Regions from separate parts of the Mus musculus genome. Here region 1 is linked to region 2. The links are chromatin contacts, called in public HiChIP or PLAC-seq maps. All regions are on one chromosome and are shown on one strand. Each heading gives the region's core, a stretch centred on a gene start, on an enhancer-like site or on the middle of the called end of the contact. The rest is flanking DNA. Distances are from core to core; before and after follow the strand shown.

Region 1 (2,700 bases), core at 178-2,677, 79 kb after region 2:
TCAGGTTGAAACCAAAGTGTCAGCAGAGTTATATGCCCAACTCATGCCTCTTTCAACTGAGAGAGGTTTCTGGCATTTCTTGGCTTGTAGGCATACCAATCTTCAAGCCTTCTACCTCATCAGCTCTCTGCTGATCTTCACACAACCTTTTCCATGTATGTGAGATGTCTTTTCAAATTCCCATCTTAGTAATGCCCATGGATACCTTTAGTTTCCAAACAGCTGATCAAGGATCACCTCCATATGGTTTGAACACCTCGTTTGCCATCGGTAGCAGTTCTTGCTTCCTGATGAGGGATGTCTTTGGGACCATCAGTCAGCCTGGCACTGTAAGGAAGTCATCCTTCCAGAAGCCTGCTATCTTAAGAGTTTCTACTGCTGTGGTAAAACATGAACACCATGACGAAAAGCGACCGGGGAGAAGGCATTTACTTCAGCTTGTAACTCTCAGGCTGTATTCCACCAATGAGGGAAGGCAAGGTGCTACGCTCTCCGGTCGAGTCAACTGGACAAGCCGAAAGGCTTAAAAGTCACTCATGAGGCAAAAGAGTTTCAAGGAAGCTCTCCTCCTGGAGTCTAGTGTTCTCTACCCATATATTAATTTTTCATTCCCGAGTTCCATTACCGCGCTAGTCTAGAGTATGGATCCATGTGCTCTCTTTCAGTATTTTCCTATTATAAGTGCTTTTTAAAATTGAATTTTGACATGGCTTAAGCCTTCCGCCAGTGTTCCAACAGTCCAAGGGCATCCTTGACCAAGATCAAGGGTTTAGAATTCAGCAAGATTGTAAAAGCTAAGTCACTCCCTTACACAGGAATTTACCATCACTTAAAAAGAAGGAAGTTTCAGACCAAAGGAGAAACCAGAATAGATACTATAGCAGAGTTACACCCATACACACCTATTTACAATGGCCTAAGGGGAAGGTGGACAAGAGACTAAAATAGGAACTGTGGCAAGGACGCGAAGCCCTTGACCCTGGCTTCTAAGATTAGTGAATTTTAGGTGGAGCCCTTGTTGATCCCAGCTGTTATCAATGTATTCTATCCTGGGTGGTTCCCGTTAGACCTTTTGTGTTTACATTCCTCTGTTTTATGTAAGATTCCGGTTACCTCAATTGTACCGTTCGAATATGTCACCCAACTTCCTTATTGTCCTCTGCATAAAAAGTCTGATGTTCGAGTTGTAAAATTACATTCAGATTCCACACAAACTCTCCTGCGTGTGTGTCTGTCTGTCATTCATCCACGCTTTGCCCACCCGCGTCGAGAGACCCCGTTCCACGCAGACACAGGGACCCAGAAGGTCTGCGGCAGCAAGGCAGGACATGATGTAGAAATCATGAGAGAACGCGCTTACTGGCTTGCTCAGCTTGCTTGCTTATACCACCCAGGACCAGCTGCTCTGGAGTGGCATCACCCACAGTAGGTTGGCTCACCTGCCCCACGTCAGTCACTAATTTAAAAAGTGCCCAGCAGGCTTGCCTACAGGCTGATCTTGTGGAGTGTTTTCTCAGTTGTGATTTCCCTCTTCTGACATGACTCTAGCTTATGTCAAGTCAACAAACAAACAAATGAACAACAATAGCAAAACAACCAGGATACCTTCATTCTAGAGCCCGGACTTTGGGGAAGAACCAAAGAGCATATGAACCAGCAGCTGGAGCCAGGCAAACGGTGTGTCAAATGCCCCCCGGGAGCTTATGCAATAGCTGAATGGTGTGTGGCACCAAGGGTGGATGCCTGAGTAGCAGCTCCAGTCCTCCAGGGCTCTGCCTGTCAGCGAAGGGACAGCAGAGACCAAAGGCTGCAAAGCCAAGTGGGGACTGAAAATCCGTGCCTGGCCATTTATGCTACACCGGAGCATTGGAGTCTACCCCACACAATAGGGACTGCTGGGGCTCTGAGGATAATGAGGGGTGGGAGCTTTGGGGGTTGTAGTTGAGGTGGGGGGGTGTCTAATAGAAGTCCCTTACTCAGAGTGTGGAGAAGTCTGCATGATATGGGGAGGAGGCACTCTTCTTGTACCATATCCTGGACATTGGCCTTGCTGGTCCTGTCTGTCTCTCCCATTCTGCAGCTGTGCCACTGAGCCCCTGATATTCATGTTTGTGACAGTGACCTTTGGATTTTAGGTATCAAGAAGATTCTGGGGCAGTGTTGCCTGCTTGGAATTTTAAGAAGCCAGGTACCTGGGTTCAAATCTGAATTCAGATATTTCTTATGTTGACCCAGAGGGGTCCTATATGTGGCCTTCCTGTTTTTGTTTTTATAGACAGTGTTGATATTGTGAAGAGTCAAAGGCTTAAAACGGGCAAAGGTCTTAGAGAAAGATCTCAGACAAGAAAATATGAAATAAAATACTGGCATTTGACTGCAGTTTCTGTTGGAGATATCTTTGAGAAAAGGACTGGTCTCTATTTTTTGAAGGGAGGGAGAGTAACTGATGGGACAACTTGACTTTATGTAGAAAAAGCCAAGGTGTCTGGTTGCCCACTGTCTTAATTAGGGTTTTACCGCCGTGAACGGACACCATGACCAAGGCAACTCTTATAAGGTCCACATTTAATTGGGGCTGGCTTATAGGTTCAGAGGTTCAGTCCATTATCATCAAGGCAGGAACATGGCAGCATCCAGGCAGGCATGGTGTAGGAGGAGCTGAGAGTTCTACATCTTCATCTGAAGGCTGCTAGCAGAAGA
Region 2 (2,700 bases), core at 121-2,620:
GGGCCGGGAAAATGTTGCTGCCTTGAGTAAGACACCCTTATTTTCTCCGTAAATGGAGATATTGACTTTCAGCAGTGGTATCCAGATTTATAAAGATGACAGATAAATATTTATCCAAGTCTATCCCAGCTACCAGCAGTCAGGATCTAATGAAGGGTGATAATGAGCTATATGTAGAGGGACCTAGTTTCCGGGTGGCTCTTCCAGCTGAAATGAGAGTCCTATAAGGAGCCAGGCTTCTGTCAAGATCTAGACCAGTCCCTATAAACAAACAGGTGTAAGACCACACAGTGAGAGGACACCAGATAGAGAGCCCCGCTGAAGATGGCAGCTATGGGGACCAGAGAACCCACACTCTCCAGCCACTAAATAGAAGATGTGATTGTCTAGTAAGGATGGGGCTGGGGTCAGAAGAGAAGGTAGAAAGGGGAGATGGAAGGCAGGAACTTCAGCCAGAGCAGCAGCTTGAGTAGAACAGTCTGGCAAATTCAAGAAGGGTATATGTCACCTTCTCAGCAAGCCAACCAGGAAGGGAGCCGTGGGAATACAGAGTGGGACTGGGTGAGATTAATATCTTTGGTTGGTCTTGCTGCAACTCACTACAGCTCTGAGGGACTTTTTTGGTATTTAATTCTATGCTGATAGATTTAGGAACCAACAATACTATAAAGACCTCTCAATGTTCTTTGTAATTTCAGTGGGAAATCTCGAGATAGATTATGCAGTTCTTGCCTGCTTCCTCCTCTCCATAAGTTTTCAGAAGCAGTTCCTGGTGGTGTTACACAGAGAGGTCTTGGGCCCTTTAAGGTCGTCACTACGATGTCTAACCAGCTGGGTGGCTGTCCTCGGCTGCTCATGGTGTAGCTGACAGCCCTCAATGGCTTTTAGGGGCAACAGGAGGAAGCAGTCCATAGAAGCCTTCTGTCTATACGAGCTGCCTGTCGAGTGCCCCTCCTCACACAGGGTGGTCCACTGCTCTCAAGTTCATTCTAATTCTACAACACTGAAAACTCGAGGGTCCAGAGGAGTTCCTGAATTTCCTGGCAGCACAAGTGTCCCCAGCCCAGCTCCTCCTGAAGCCCATCACTCTGAAGAGCCTCCTCCTCCAGTAAAGAACTGCCAGGTCGTACGAGGAGCTGGCCCAGTCCTGCACTGGAGTCTGAGGTGGCCCCGCTATGGGTGACACTTGGGACAGTCCTACAAATCTGACTCTAGCACACAGCTTGTACCCTTGCTAAGTCTTCCACAAGTAGGCCATTCCAGATGAATTCCTGAATGAGAGGCCCGAGCACGGGTGTGGTCAGGAAGTGTGAAAAGGCACGCACACAGGCTGTTCTCCAAGGCCCTGGCCTGGTTTCATATATCAGAACACGGGCTCTCAGTACAATGCAGCAGCATGAAGAAAACTGCCATCCAGAGGAAAGCAGGCCAGGCTGGGCCCGAGAGCTTGGGGAAGGGGCTGAGGGGGACGAAGGGCTGATTAAAGAGCCTCAGGGCCTCCCAACTAAAGCAGTCTATGCACACCATGTGCGGCCGTTATCTTCTTGGCACACTGGTTTATCTTTCCACTTCATTTTCTAGATTTATTCTGCAATCCTTAAAGTAACTTCAAAGAGTGTATCTATTTAAAAACAAAAAACAAAACAAAAACAAAACAAAACAAAAAAACAAAAAACACCAGGGAGGAATGGGTAGACAGAGCTGGGAGACACCTTACTGAAAACCCTTTGTTTCACAGAGTTTACCATGGAAACAGTTACTTAGTAAAGGAAATAAATCCAACCAAAGGCAAGGCCACACATGCCGCTGGGTATGAGAAACTGCTGCAGGGGAAAGTTTACAACAACACAGGCCACTGAAATAGAAACCGGGGTCTAGAAGGAATGCTCTTCTTCCCGGAACTGTGCTGGGATAACCAGCTTACTGTGTGAAACAAAGTTACCATTAAATCTTTCTTACACCATACATCAGGTAAATCCCAAACTCTTCAAAGTGAGGAAATGAAAACTGAAACCATTAAAAATAGAGCCTTCTGGGAAGGGAGAGGCGTTTTCTTTAGTAATGTAAGTAACTCCACCCATTCTCACACAGACAACCCTGATGGACATCCTCTTCTGACCTCCACGGAGGTGCACAAAACCAAAAAGGCCTGATGGGGGGCGGGGGAGCCAGTCTCGGCTCAGCAGAAGTGGGAGAGGGGTGTGAAAGGAGATAGACGGGAAGATACCCAAAATGCATTGCATGCATAATATACACAGACAAACTGTTTCAGAACATACACGTGTCCGGATCAAAGGCTCAGCAGGGATAGGCGCTTGCCCCCAAGGCTTATAACCTGAGTTCATTCTTTTGGGACCCTAACTCCCAAAAGCTGTCCTGGCACCTCCAGACACGTGCCACAGAAGGATGCTAATGTGCACACATACAAAATAAGTAAGTAAGTGTGTGTGCGACGCTTCTAAACACAGACTTTTCACACCAGGGCTGGAGAAATGGCTCAGTAGTTAAGAGCACTGCCCGCTCTTATAGAGGATCTTGGGTTCAGTTCCTAGCACCCACAAGGGGGCACAGAACCATCTGTAACTTCAGTTCTAAGGGATCAGACATCCTTTTCTGACCTCCACAGGCACTGCACTGAATACATATGGCTGGCATGCATACATACATACATACATAGAGGTAAAACACCCATACACATAA

What was found. HiChIP or PLAC-seq counts read pairs in DNA pulled down with a chosen protein or histone mark.
Region 1: a contact with region 2 is called in an H3K27ac HiChIP or PLAC-seq map of embryonic stem cells, with 16 read pairs. The contact joins two enhancer-like sites. A contact is called at or near these places in 2 of 15 datasets of contacts at CTCF or cohesin (large pre-B cells and pro-B cells), 5 of 484 Hi-C or Micro-C datasets (ECoMG myeloid progenitors, Th1 cells, embryonic stem cells and 1 more), 2 of 115 datasets of contacts at active chromatin or transcription factors (both in embryonic stem cells) and 3 of 9 other capture datasets (adipose tissue, liver and pancreatic islet).

The regions. Positions count from the first base shown.
Region 1 is chr13:56,192,989-56,195,688 of GRCm38.p6, forward strand. It overlaps a transcript of Gm31657 not described here. Among named protein-coding and RNA genes, the nearest start is that of Tifab, 15 kb to the left of the region's middle. Within about 2 kb of position 1,428, at least 15 of the 459 cell types and tissues checked have an H3K27ac peak or open chromatin away from gene starts, as enhancers often do. A contact at or near this core is called in embryonic stem cells, where this site is marked.
Region 2 is chr13:56,114,276-56,116,975 of GRCm38.p6, forward strand. The region is part of intron 2 of Macroh2a1 (macroH2A.1 histone); the gene reads right to left. It overlaps Gm31485 (a long non-coding RNA gene), which reads right to left. Exons shown (of 2, transcript XR_382468.4): 1 at 1-2,700. Among named protein-coding and RNA genes, the nearest start is that of Gm31485, 5.5 kb to the right of the region's middle. Within about 2 kb of position 1,371, at least 91 of the 459 cell types and tissues checked have an H3K27ac peak or open chromatin away from gene starts, as enhancers often do. A contact at or near this core is called in embryonic stem cells, where this site is marked.